Regions from separate parts of the Mus musculus genome. Here regions 1, 3 and 4 are each linked to region 2. Evidence: chromatin contacts called from public ChIA-PET and HiChIP or PLAC-seq data. All regions are on one chromosome and are shown on one strand. Each heading gives the region's core, a stretch centred on a gene start, on an enhancer-like site or on the middle of the called end of the contact. The rest is flanking DNA. Distances are from core to core; before and after follow the strand shown.

The links. ChIA-PET counts read pairs in DNA pulled down with a chosen protein or histone mark. HiChIP or PLAC-seq counts read pairs in DNA pulled down with a chosen protein or histone mark.
Region 1: a contact with region 2 is called in an H3K27ac HiChIP or PLAC-seq map of microglia, with 6 times the contacts expected there. The contact joins the promoter of Fcrla here to the promoter of Alyref2 in region 2. A contact is called at or near these places in 1 of 39 promoter capture datasets (pre-B cells), 1 of 484 Hi-C or Micro-C datasets (B cells) and 1 of 115 datasets of contacts at active chromatin or transcription factors (microglia).
Region 3: an H3K4me3 HiChIP or PLAC-seq map of neural tube shows a contact between it and region 2, with 3 times the contacts expected there. The contact joins the promoter of Vangl2 here to the promoter of Alyref2 in region 2. A contact is called at or near these places in 2 of 39 promoter capture datasets (hippocampal neurons and pre-B cells), 2 of 484 Hi-C or Micro-C datasets (embryonic stem cells and reprogramming fibroblasts), 6 of 115 datasets of contacts at active chromatin or transcription factors (bone marrow-derived macrophages, embryonic forebrain, embryonic stem cells and 3 more) and 2 of 9 other capture datasets (liver and macrophages).
Region 4: a contact with region 2 is called in an RNA polymerase II ChIA-PET map of memory CD8 T cells, with 31 read pairs. The contact joins the promoter of Copa here to the promoter of Alyref2 in region 2. A contact is called at or near these places in 1 of 39 promoter capture datasets (neural stem cells), 2 of 115 datasets of contacts at active chromatin or transcription factors (memory CD8 T cells and microglia) and 1 of 9 other capture datasets (macrophages).

The regions. Positions count from the first base shown.
Region 1 is chr1:170,925,834-170,929,023 of GRCm38.p6, reverse strand. It overlaps Fcrla (Fc receptor-like A), which reads left to right and starts at 1,441. Exons shown (of 5, transcript NM_145141.2): 1 at 1,441-1,562. The coding sequence starts at 1,484.
Region 2 is chr1:171,501,899-171,505,256 of GRCm38.p6, reverse strand. Alyref2 (Aly/REF export factor 2) reads right to left here and starts at 1,779. Exons shown (of 1, transcript NM_019484.4): 1 at 507-1,779. The coding sequence starts at 1,600. The coding sequence ends at 944. It overlaps LOC115487699 (a small nuclear RNA gene), which reads left to right and starts at 2,094; the gene lies at 2,094-2,209.
Region 3 is chr1:172,025,326-172,028,663 of GRCm38.p6, reverse strand. It overlaps Vangl2 (VANGL planar cell polarity 2), which reads left to right and starts at 1,369. Exons shown (of 8, transcript NM_033509.4): 1 at 1,369-1,666.
Region 4 is chr1:172,080,994-172,083,914 of GRCm38.p6, reverse strand. Copa (coatomer protein complex subunit alpha) reads right to left here and starts at 1,386. Exons shown (of 33, transcript NM_009938.4): 1 at 966-1,386. The coding sequence starts at 1,005. Ncstn (nicastrin) reads left to right here and starts at 1,166. Exons shown (of 17, transcript NM_021607.3): 1 at 1,166-1,314; 2 at 2,599-2,703. The coding sequence starts at 1,233.

The DNA.
Region 1 (3,190 bases), core at 192-2,691, 580 kb after region 2:
GAAGGCTGGTCCAGAGAATGTGGAGGGCATTTATCAAGAGGTTGTAAGAGAACAGGGGAAATTGTTAGTTTTTCAAAAGCTTTTTTTGTCCTGTCTAATAGAAGGTCTGTTGTGCAGTTTAGTGAAAGCCTAATCTAAACACAATTCATTTATTTAACTTGTCTTAGGGCTGTCTCGATTTCTCTTCCTCTTCTGAAGCTGTTGGGTCTTTCTACCACATCAGCTGCAAGACTTACTGCCTCACTGCCTTCCCCCACACCCATATTCAACCAGCTCAGGACTCCCTGGGGCCATCTGCACAAAAACATACACTTCTTACATAATGGAAAAGTTATTCTAACTGCTTACACTAGACATAGAAAACCGTACTCTCCTATGCCCATATGGCCCACCTGCCTATCCTGATCTGTTTTGTCATAACTGACTGGTCATGCAGCCCCACCCCCTCTCTGTCTTTGAGACCCACATTTCTGATGACACTCCTCCCTGTGTGGGACCTGGGTGTGGGTGGTGTGACAAGGGAAAGTAGAAGAGTAGGATCTCCATGCAAGGAGACACAGGGCCCACAACTGAGCAAAGAGTTGGAGTTCGGGACTGTGGCTCCCATAGGTCCACACGGAGGTGAAGAGAGATGACATGGCTTCTATATTCATTGCCCATGTTCCCCAGTCTCTTCCAGGTACTCAAAGACTGGATACTTCCTGTCTCCAAGTCCTCAGAGTCAGTGCTTCGAGCTTTGGCAGGGAACCCAATGGTTGGACTTCTTGCTGGGGTCTCTGGGAATTGATTTTCTTTTTCTTTTTGCTCTTTCCCATGGTTCTAACTCTGCCTTGTATGCAGAGTTCCACAAAGGCTGAACAGCCTGTATCATTCTGCAAGGCTCAACAGTTCTGCAAGCCTGTGTCGTTCTGCAGAAACAAAGCTAAGACACAGGTCAGGAGAAACTTGGGTACAACTTTGAGTGGAGTTTGCTTGGGCAGAGCCAATAGAGACAAATTTGACAGCTACCCTTATCAATCTGTCCTCTCTCTCTCCTGCTGTATTAGAATCACTGGGCACAGGTAAAGAGTGGAGTGGAAGGAGCAGGACACCTCCACATCACATCCTTCACACCCCCGTGGTTTTCTTCCATTAATTTCCGGCCTCCTACCTCCAGCGAGCTGGACTGTTGTGGGGTTGACTTCTCTCTGGTGTAGTCTGAAGACCAACTGAACACCAATCATTTTGAAAAGTCCCCAAGCTCAACAAGAAAAAGAAAAAAATTAACAATTGAGAGCCCTAGCATTTAATCTACACCCTGAGGGATGAAGGATGGCATCAGAAGCAACCTGTGTGAACCTGAGTGACAAGAGCCAATTGGAGACTTGGCCACAGGTGTGTGGAGGCGAGACAGTTAGGTTTATTTCCTCTTTTCTAATTTGAGAGGTTTCATGTTGAAGAAAATCAGTATGTTGGGGTTGCAGGAGGTATAAACCCAGTCACCATGAAGCTGAGCTGCACGCTCACACAGTGGGCCCTTTATGTCTGCCCTGCTGTGCTCCTGGCAACCCAGATGTTACTGGGTAAGTAAAGTGTTTGAATGCTGGTGTGGAGATGAGATACGCCAAATCTTGAGGAAATCCTCAAAGGTAAGAAGAATGGACTAGTTCTGACTTTGCAAAGAATTACTGCTCAGGCGGGACAAGGACAGATAGAAGACAAGTCAGACGTGAAGGACTGAATGGCTCTTTCTAAATATAAAAAGTCTAATAGTTTCCATCCTAAAAGTCCCTTCTGACTATGAAGCCTTTGCCAACTGCAAATCTTAGCTCTTACTTTTCTAATACAACTGTCTTGGAAGGGCAGTGCGGGCTTGCAGGCTCCACCTCCTTCCCTGCTTGCAGCGTGGCCTCCACTGGAGTCTGGATTACGTAGGGTACAGTGACCTCTGCTCTAACCAGGTCCCTGTACACTTTTCGGTTCTTACCGTGATGGGTTTCTTTGTTTTGTCTAGCCCTACTGGCTGCTTATTCTCTCTTGCAGCCTCTGTTTTCCTGACTGTCACTGTCATTTACTCTGTTTACTGCTGGGATGTCCTTTGGTCCTTCAGTAGCTTTTCTTTGCCTTCCATAAACTCCAGTGTGCTCTAAAGTTAAATCTTTTCCCTCCCTCCCTCCCTCCCTCCCTCCCTCCCTCCCTCCCTCCCTCCCTCCCTCCCTCCCTCCCTCCCTCCAGTTTGCATGTATGTGTATGTTTTTTCTGAACAGTTGTATATTTTAGAGCCTCGGGCACATTTCCAGCTCTAATTCTGCTTTTGACCTTCACATTTGAATATTAACCTTTACACAGGCATTTTGACCCATGTGTGTGTGTGTGTGTGTGTGTGTGTGTGTGTGTGTGTGTGTGTGTCCATGTACCTGGTACCAACACAACATGACCAGAGATGAGTTCACACATTCTTGCATCCTCACTTCTTTTCATTTACTTTTTATCTGATCTCAGCTCACTGCACTAGCCCTCTGCTGGAAACCCAACTCTTCCTTTGTCATTCTCTGCATCATCATCATTGACAAATGTCACCTCCTAACTTGCTTTCTCAACCAGTTCCTTCTCTGGACCACTACAAATGTTTTCTTAGGACTGAGCTGGGCAATGGCTTCCTTGCCAACCCTGTCTCAGCCTCGTCTCACAGGATGAATTCTCTCTACATCCGGAGTGACTTCTAAAACTCCAGCTCTTGTTGTGGCACATAAAACCCCAAACCTGGTACCCACTAAACCCCCTCAGCCTCTTTGGCATACCCAAAGCCTTCCCACTTCCACTCTCACAAAACTCAATGAGCCTGCATTTCCATTCACAGCCCAGATTCCTATCTGCCTCCGAGATTTGCTTATATTGTTAGCTCCATCTGAAATGACCTCTGCCATGACTCCCCAGTCCCCTCCCCCTTTACAAGCATCTAAGTATCCTTAAAGACTCCATCTTGAGAGCATCTTCTGAAAGAAGCCTTGTTGGATCCCCAGTGGCTGCCCCTGACACTTTGTTATTGCTGTTATCCAAACACTACAACAATCCTTTCTTATGCATGGTCTTCCACCAAACCCAGAGCTATTTGTGGGAGGCCCAGGTTTTTGGTTTTGTAGCAAGAACTGTGGTCTTGTATCAGGTACTCTGACTTCCGGCTCCTCTCCCAGTTACTACTTTTATATCA
Region 2 (3,358 bases), core at 530-3,029:
AGCCAGGGCTACACAGAGAAACCCTGTCTCGGAAAAAAATAAAATAAAATAATAATAATAAGATTTGGAAAATTAAAGATACAACGGGAGGAGTGGGAAGTGAGCTTGATCATGGTACACAGTGTGAAAGTCCCAAATAATTCACAAAAATATTATGTTAAAAAAAAAGAAAGTTGGTGTTTGTTTTTTGTTTTGTTGTTGTTTGGGGGGGCAGGGTTTTGGGGAGAGGGGCTTGAAACAAGGTTTCTCTGTGGAGCCTGTATATCCTAGAAGCTAGTATTAAAGGCATGAGCCGCCGCCACCACCACCACCCCTGCCTTTGATTTTATTTTAGATTAGTCATATCTCACTAAAACTCCTGTCTCAGCCTTACCAACGCTGAGAGGTCAGGTAGGTACCACCCCTACCAGACAGAAAAGACTTTCCATGTAATTAAACCCACCGCCTTCCTTGCTCATGGTGAGTAGGCATTCTGCCACTGAGCTGCATCAAAGGCAAGGTTTTTTCAATTCTTGTTTTATTCTTACATGATGGAGCTGAGAATGAAACCCACTTCTTCATGCATGCTAGTCAGTCATGTGTTCTGTCCATAAAAGTCATATTGTAATTTGTAATTTTTCTTTTTCTTTTTTAATTTTTCCAGTTCTACACACATTTCTATTTTATTATGACAAAGGTGAAAATGCCACCTTCTCCACAACAGCACCCAGGAAAACTTATCCCAAAAAATAACTCAGTACAAAACAGGTCTGTTTCAGAATTTAAAAAAAAAAAAAAAAAAAAACTTTACATGAGTTTTTAGATCCTATTTTAAAACAGGAAGTAAAAAGAAACAAAAAACCAAATTCACCATTGTCTGCACAGTCCAGTTGCCTACCCTCCCTCTAAGGCATCACAGACGAGGCGTCTGGGTCCCGGTTCTTGTGCGGATTTGTTCGGTTGTTTAGCTGGTGTCCCTCCTTGCATTGTAAGCATCCAGCTGTGCGTCCAACTCCTCTGCAGAAAGCTGCTGCTGCTTTGAGTTCCTGCCAGTGCCTCTACCCCTTCCCTGGCTGCCGCGGCCACCAAAGCCTCCAGAGCCACGGCTCCTTGTCATGCCGCCTCTGTTTCCGCTTTGTGCAGGTCTTCGCTGTGGATCGATCTGTGACGTGACAAGCTGGATGTCCATAGGGCGGCCATCCAAAGGGACGCCCTTGTACTGCTTCATAGCCTTCAGGGCATCTGCCCTCCGTTCAAAGTGTACATCCGCCGTCCCTAAACTTCGTCCAGAGCGATCGTAGTCCACAGCGGCTTTTTTCAACGTTCCAAATTCAGCAAAGAGTTCCTGAATGTCAGCATCTGACACCCCGAAGTCCAGGTTTGACACGAGCAGCTTGGCACCGGTCTCCACGCCTTCCCCACCCCCGCAGCCGCTGTCGAATAGGTCGTGCTGCCACTTGTCCGGAAGTGGTTTCGGTCTACTGTACGGTGCCGGCCGGTTCCTGCCGCCGCGGGCGATGGCGGGCCGGTTCCTCCTAGGCCCGCCGCCTCGATTCACCCGGCGCTGGTTACGGTTCAGCTTAATGATGTCGTCCAAAGACATGTCCATCTTGTCGGCCATGGCGGGCGCGGATCCGGGCCTGACTGGCCCGGCCCTCGCGGTGCAGACCAGAAAGTACTCAAATTCAATGATTCCCCCGCCTTGACTCCGCCTCTCCGACCGGTGCTGGAATCACAAGCGCACCAAAATCACACTTGGAAATTGGAAGTCTGTGCGCTTGTGAATCTGGCTTTCGCTCTGACCCCTGGTGGCCGCCCAGCGCCTAGAGACATCTGGGACAAATTCGAGGCACTTCCGGAAACCGAGCGGGCCACGCGGCTTCTCCGCGATATTTGCATACCCACAATGCAGTGCACACAGATGGTTGTATAATTTAAAAGGGTAGCGTGTTGTTTTCGTTGTTCTGTTTTATTCCTTTTATTCCTTAATGTGATAGAACCTTCAAAGATTTATCTGATATAATAAAGTAGTCAGTGTCTTTAGGAGTAAATAGTCACCATTAGTTGTCTAGGAAATACAGTCGGCCGAGAACTGTACACTAGGACAGCTGGGTATACTCTGGTTTCTCTTCAGATCGTATAAATCTTTCGCCTTTTACTAAAGATTTCCGTGGAGAGGAACAATTCTGAGTCTTACACTAATTTTTTGAGGCCTTGCTTTAGCAAGGCTATTAATAATGTTTAAAGTTAGAATTAACAGTCTTTATTGTGTGCTCTATGTATTTTTTTGTCTTCAGTGTTAACCAAAGTTAGAATTAACAGTCTTTATTGTGTGCTCTATGTATTTTCTTGTCTTCAGTGTTAACCACTGTAAGGTAAAAATGGCTTGAGCTTAGGCTAAAGAGACAGCTCATTGGTTAAAAGGGCTCAGTCGCATGGCGTTGTGTCTCATAACCGATAAAGTAAATAAGCCTTTAAAAGCAAATACTAAGTTTTTGTGGGAAGTCTGTAGACATGTTATTTATTAAGCTGTTTTTTATCTAGCTGCGTTATGTTGTGGTCTCAGTGAACATATGTATAAACCATTATTTTTAATATTTTATTTAAGTGCAAGGTGGTTATGGACTTAAGGCACGTACAATTTTCTAGCAAGATGGCTAACCCAGCTCTGTAGCTGAGGAAGAACTAGCGCCCCCTTCTGACTTCCATCAGTGCCAAGCAACGCTCAGATACGCAGGCAAAATATTCATACAAATAAAGGCAGATACATTCTAAAAAATAAATGCAGCCACTCGAGCAGAAGGGACAGGTTACCCTCAGAGCTGTGGGAGGGGCTAGACTATGATGCAATTCCCCATCTCCCCCCAGTCCCTCCCCCCCCAAAAAAATGAAAACTACTCTCCCACCCAAGACCTTTCCCTTAAGGACAGAGACTGTCCCTTTGAAATACCTCAGTCTCCTTATAGCTAAAATACCTCAGTAATAAGAACAGGTAACAAGGGGGCTGGAGAGATGGCTCAGTGGTTAAGAGCACCGACTGCTCTTCCGAAGGTCCGAAGTTCAAATCAGCAACCACATGGTGGCTCACAACCATCCGTAATGAGATCTGACTCCCTCTTCTGGTGTGTCTGAAGACAGCTACAGTGTACTTAGATATAATAATAAATAAATCTTAAAAAAAAAAAAAAAGAACAGGTAACAAAGTGGCAGGAACTTCAAACACAGAATGCCCTCGGTCTGCTTGGCAAAGCATCTTTGGCTCTGCCCACCAAAGTACACTGGAAAGGAAGTTGAACTTTCTCTCTTCCTGGAACAGACTTGAAATCATGGAAAGGCTCTTGGATGTCTCCTGGATGGGCTACTGCACTGACCAGTTCAT
Region 3 (3,338 bases), core at 120-2,619, 520 kb before region 2:
AAACAAGGGTTTGGGCAGAGCTGAAGGGAAGCAGCGTTTGTTTAGCTTCTTCACCTTTGAACAGCCATATGCGGACAAAGACAATCTGTCCTCATTTGGGGACTGGTTCGAATGTATAACAGAGATGTGCCTGAGTTTTAGGGAAGACTCCATTAGAGAAAGGAACAGAGACTGGGAGTCGCCTTCTCTGGGATTTCTTAATCACAGGGTTGGGAGGGGCAGGTATCAGAATTGGAAGGTGGAGATGGTGGGGGTGTGGAAACGTGTTCGAAGATGCTTTTGAAGCGGCACTGTTCTAGGTAAGTGGCAGGTTACAAGGTAAATAGTACTAGCAGCAATGTAATAATGTAATAATACTTTTGCTTTCATTCACTCCGAGGGCAACCTGGCCTTCCCACAGCTACTTTATGGTGGGCTCGTCCCTGTTGGGTTCCTAGGCACTTTAGCAACTCTAACTGGTTTGTTTCTTAGTGTGCTCTGAACTGGAAATGCCCTAAATGTGCCAGATATTTTATTCTAGCCTACATTCCCTGGGTCCTACCTGCAAAGCTAAATTAGCCAAAAGTTTTGGAGTTCCGCATCCACCCGGGTTTTTTTTTTTTTTTCCTCTCTCTCTAGGCTTCCTGGGAGAAGGCCCCCCTCTCCTCTGGTGCCCCAAGTCGCGGGCCCTCGTCTTCTCCCCCTCCCCCTCTCCCCTAGGGCAGGATTCCCTTTGTAATTAATCCCAACACTCAAACCAGAGGGGAGGAAAACGTGTTAATGAGTGAGCGTCCCAGTCTGACTAGGCGGTCTTCGCTCACAGCTAGAACACCGAGTAATTAAATTATTTTTGGAAGAAGGAGGGGTATGGTGTCAGGGAAATACCGTATACATGGGAGAGGGGCCTGTCTCTTGTCACTAATTAATATCAGGGATGACCCTTTTCGCAGTTCTAGGCCGGAGGGGACCAATCTTCCCCACGTCTCAGATTCCACTGGAGTTTGTGAGACCAGGTTTGTGGTTCTAAAGAAGAGAATATGGCCAACATCAGGGCCTAGGGGAAAGGTTTTCAATCGGGGGTCGAAGAAGACAGCTCCAAGAGGGGCTGCGGGCTGGACCAAAGCCAAGAGCCGAGGCAGCTTCGAGCACACCTTCCTGGCCAGGTCTGGAAGCCAGGAGCGGATTCCCAGGATCCAGAGGGCGCAGGGCATGGCCAGGCGCAGGGCTGGGGGTGCCGCGACTCGGGGAAGAGCCGGGCCGCAGACAATGGACGCAGCAGCGGGAGGGGCGGCGGCTGCGGGAACAGCCGGGAGGCGGCACCTGGGAGCTCTCTCCCCGCCCCCTGCCCCCTTCTGGTCCCCTCCCCCTCTGGTCCCCTCCCCCTCCGCCGCCGGCTCCAGATCTGATTCCTGATCCCCGATTGCTTGGTTCTGGGTCCCGCCATGGGAGCCTGAGTGCCCTGCAGTCCCCTCCGGCCCCCTGCCCCCGGGGCCTCGAGGGGGAAACAGGCGAGTGGTCTGGGACGGAGCCGGGGTGAGCGACCTCAGGAGCCCCCCTCGTCAACCCCCATCGCCCGCGCTGCCGGTTCTGGAGCGCGGAGTTCGGAAAGACCGGGTGCGCTGCGGATACAAAGGCGCGGAGCGGAGTGGGGCGTGCGCCCAGTCCACCGGGCTGTTCGCAGTGGCGGGTGAGTGGCGGGCCGCGGGGGCGCGGGCAAAGTTTGCGGAAAAAAAAAAGGAAAGAAAGAAAGAAAGCAACAGAAAAAAGAAGGAAACCATGCAAAAGACCAGGGAGCGCCCGGCCCTGGAGAAAGCAGGATGGCTTCTGGGGGAAGGGGGGCTTGAGGCACCCCCTTCCGGTCTGTCCTCCACTGCACAGCGGAGTAACCCCAACTTTGGGGAGGGGAAGGGGCGTATGGGGAAGGGGCGGAGCCCAGGCCTTAAGAGCCGGGGACTTTCCTGGGCCGGGGGGCCCAGGGCGGGCGCCTGAACGATCCCAAGGGAACCCATTGAAGCCGGGGATTGGGTAGCGTGTGTTGGAGGTGGTGGGAGAGGCCGTGGAAGGATCGGAGGCTGGAGGTATTGGAAGCTGAAGGTATGTAGGGATGCATACACACCTTTGGAGTGTGGGGAGGAAGGGGCAGGTATGTGTTTAGGGGGTAGAGTGGATCCTTGAGAGATGGCCCCGCACAGCAGTGTGTGTGTGTAGCCCAAGGATGGGACTTGCGGCGATACTGGTGAATGTGTGTTGGGGTGTGTGTGGGGAACCAACGACATCATATTTGTCCCTTGTCCTATTTACTCATCGAAGGTCCTAAGCACTGCATTAGTGAGTTTTAAAGGGTTGGTTGGGGGATCAGTATGCATGATTCTTTGTTTTGTGTGTGTATGTGTGTGTGTGTGTGTGTGTGTGTGTGTGTGTGTGTGTGCATATACGCTTTGACGTACTGCGTGTTCCTGCAGGTGGGCCCTGGGTTTGGATGTGTAGATGTTTCTCTCTCTCTCTCTCTCTCTCTCTCTCTCTCTCTCTCTCTCTCTCTCTCTGTGTGTGTGTGAGAGAGAGAGAGAGAGAGAGAGAGCTGACCACACACATCTGCTGTGTATTTGGGTATGTATTTGTGTGTATACTCAAGGGAAGGGGTGTGTGTCTGTGTGTGTATGTGCTGAGAGAGGGGCTTATGGGAAAGAGATGGGCAGGTATTAGAGAAGGTGGGTTTATAAAAGCTGAATGGGTGGTAGGCATATATGGGGTAGGTGTGTATGCACCTGTGTGGTGGGAAGGGGTGTGAGTGTGTGTGTGTGAATCTGTGCTCTTGTGAGTAACCTGTACTGATGGATAGCTGTGGATATGTGCTCGTCTTTGCTAGTGTGTATTTTGAGTGTGTATTGGGGGTACCTCTTGTCTCTGCAGGCAGATTTTCCTGGCAGAAAGCCCACAGGGAAGGCTGTCTGCAGGATTTGAATGGCCCTGCCTAGATTCAAGGGTAGTGTCTTGAGTGTGTGAGACCCCTGTGAGGATTGTGCATTGGGGGGGGGGTAGTGAGTAGTGAGTTGTCTTAGGTGATGTTTATTTGGGGAGATGGACTTTTCTGGGAGCTGGTGTGTGTTGTGGGGGCTGGGGAGGTGGAGGAGCCCAGTCGTCTTAAAGGAATTTTGGGGTTCAGGAGTCAAGGACATAATAGTGGCCTTCCTCGCTGTCACAGGCTGGGCTTTAGTGCCCTTTGAGGCCATACGCTTGGCTTCTCTGACCCAGTTACTCTCTTTGAGGCCACGGCTCTCTTGGAAAGCCATCTTGAAGGTGGCTACTTCAGAGCCCTCCAACTCTGCCTTGCCTCTAGGATCCTGAGGGGTGTGGGCTGG
Region 4 (2,921 bases), core at 137-2,636, 580 kb before region 2:
ATAATCAAATTTCCCATGACACTTAGAAACTGCCCAGAATATAGCCTCCATTAAAGAACCTCCAGTTTCTGAATTACTAAGTCTTGCCAGGCACTATTATAAACACAGTTAATGTACTTTCTCATTTTAATTCTCTTTATAAGAAAGTGTTAACTATCCTTATTTTTAAAGATAAGAATATAGAGATTTAGAGATAGTAAGGAGACACCTTAAGGCGGCTTGTTAGTAGACGTTTCAGAATTCCTAAGCAAGTCTGACTGACTCCAATAAACAAATTCTGAACCACTTCACTATAATGCATATCATGAAATAGTCCAGATATATTTTTTATCAGATTTCCATAGACTTAATTTTTCTAATATCGACATTTTCAAAGAGTGTGATCTCAGGCCTTTGTCTTTCAAGACTTATCACCAAAAATTTAGCTGTTTACCTGGTATTCAAATCTAACACAAAGCATCTGTATTTCACCGGACAATCTTACCCAGGCTCGGGACCTGGTGGGGCAGTAGGCCTCCATTCTCTCACTCCAAATAGGCCAAAAATAAATAAATAAATAAATAGTCCAGCGGAAGCACTGGACATGGAAATGGAGCAGACGGGCTACTGGAGTAGCCAGTGACAGAAGCTGAGACTCAAACCCCAGAAACACTCCATACAACCTGGTTATCAGAAAGCATCCAAGTCATAAGGCCTTAAGAACAGAAAGGGCTGGCACACCCCCCCAGAAGAGGTGGCTGGAAGGAGTAGGGAGCCGGCCTAAGGTTAACGAGCCACGACACGATAAGTTCCAGGACATACGAAGCAGCACGGACTGCAGACTACTCCACTAACCCTAAGCCGCTCCCTCGGTTATTCCTCCGGGTTCTTCCAGGAGGCCCGACGCGGTCAGCGAGTCCTGCCTTAGTGACAGCACCACTACCCCCAACACCCAACCTCCGCTGTTCCCGTTTCTTCTCCACTACCTTTGACCCGCGCGCTCTTCGTCTCGAATTTGGTTAGCATCCTTCAGGCCTCGGGCTCCTAGGTCAGGTTAGCGGGTCCCGCCGCTCCCGGTGGCACTCCCAAGGCTTCCACGTCAGCTACTCCCGGGTCGCGGCTCCCGGAAGCTCCTCGGACAAGGACTTCCGGTCTCTGGAGCGCTGGGCCACAGAGACGATGCTAGCGGAAGCCTAGAGAGGCCGCTACGAGTCTGGAAGGGACCTGAGGCTTCCGCCCAGCGGAGAGGCAAGATGGCTACGACTAGGGGCGGCTCTGGGCCTGACCCAGGAAGTCGGGGTCTTCTTCTTCTGTCTTTTTCCGTGGTACTGGCAGGTGAGGTCACCCCACCCCGGAGCTCTGGTCTTTAAGAGGAGCCGTCCGGAACGGCCCATCGCTAGTGCAGGCAATGCCCTTCTGGTTCCGATTGCCCCTCTGTCCCCCGCCCTGGAAATCCTTCTTGTCTTTCGTTCCCATGACATAAGTTCCTCCTTTGCCTGGACCTGCATTTCCTTAGTTCTCTCCAGCCCTTTTCTGGGTTTCCAGCCTGATTCTCTTCAACCTTTCTCGCATGCCTCGTTCTCTGTTTAAAGCCCAGCCACCCCATCAGCCATCAAAAGGGACAGGTGTGAAAAGCTCAGCCCCCTTCCTCCGGTTTAGTATGTTTGAGATCAAAACAGTCTCGTTTCGTGGTCTTTGTGCGACGTTGAAAAAATGAGAGCCCCCGTTTCCTCCTGTTGGTTCTAGCCTAAATTTGTGTTCCTTGTTTTCTTAGCTTACTAAAGTGAGGCTAACGTTAGCTTAGCTGCTTTAAACTGTTAAGAGGGAAGTAATGATTCAAGGAATCTTAGACGTTTAATGTATATGAATATTTTCTTTTTTTCCAATCTAATGTCTATTTAGTGATCTTTAAATTATGAAGTACAATCAGTAACACACCTGTAATTATTTATAGTGTGTTCAACTAAGAGTTAAGCAAAGATATATATATATATCTTTCTAGGTAAGCCCTGAAATGCAGCCATTTCCTTGTATAGCCATGACTCCGTCTTTCTCAACATTCACATTGCTTTTGATTAGCTTCAAGGGAGGAACTGTAGCTGTCCCATACTCTAGGTGTGTGGGCAAATGGTCTGATATTTCATTAACTGACCAGGTGTGTGGCATAACGTTTCTTCTCCTAGGTCTGTTCAGATTCTTAGGTGGTTTTTGTTGTTAGTGCTTTTCTTTGTTTGGTTTTGGCAATCTATATTCTTAGACCAGAGCTCTTTTGATAACTAATTAGTAATGTACAGGCAAGCTAAAAGAAGCAGACTTGTTTAGCCCTGAAACTTGACGCCGGCACATCTGAAGTCAAAGACTTTTGACAATCACCTTTTAGCTTTATAATTAATCGATCATCATGGAGTCTAATAACTTTCTAAAATACACAGCTAGGTCCTCTTTACAATACTTATGTTCCAATAATGTGGCCAAGAAGTGAAAAGAATGATCATTAATCTTGTGTTAGACAGTATGATCGTGAATGCTTTACTGAAACCATGAATCGAGCTGATGATGATAGAGGCTAATACCAAATTATCTTTCACTTTTTCCTAATACTGTTTATCTTCTGATCAGGATTGTGTGGGGGAAACTCAGTGGAGAGGAAAATCTACATTCCCTTAAATAAAACAGCTCCTTGTGTCCGCCTGCTCAACGCCACTCATCAGATTGGCTGCCAGTGTAAGTTGGAATTGGAATTTGTATTTGTGGTCATTAATAATTCAGTTTGTATCCTGGATACTCAGAAATACTCATATCCTGCTTAGGAGTCTTGGCATTCAAATTACAGTGTATGTATAGAAGGTGATTATCATCTGTCAAACCAGGCAAGATAATTAATAAGAGCTGAAACTTAGTAAATGCTCTTTTAAAGTGTGCATTTTATTTTTGCCTCTGCA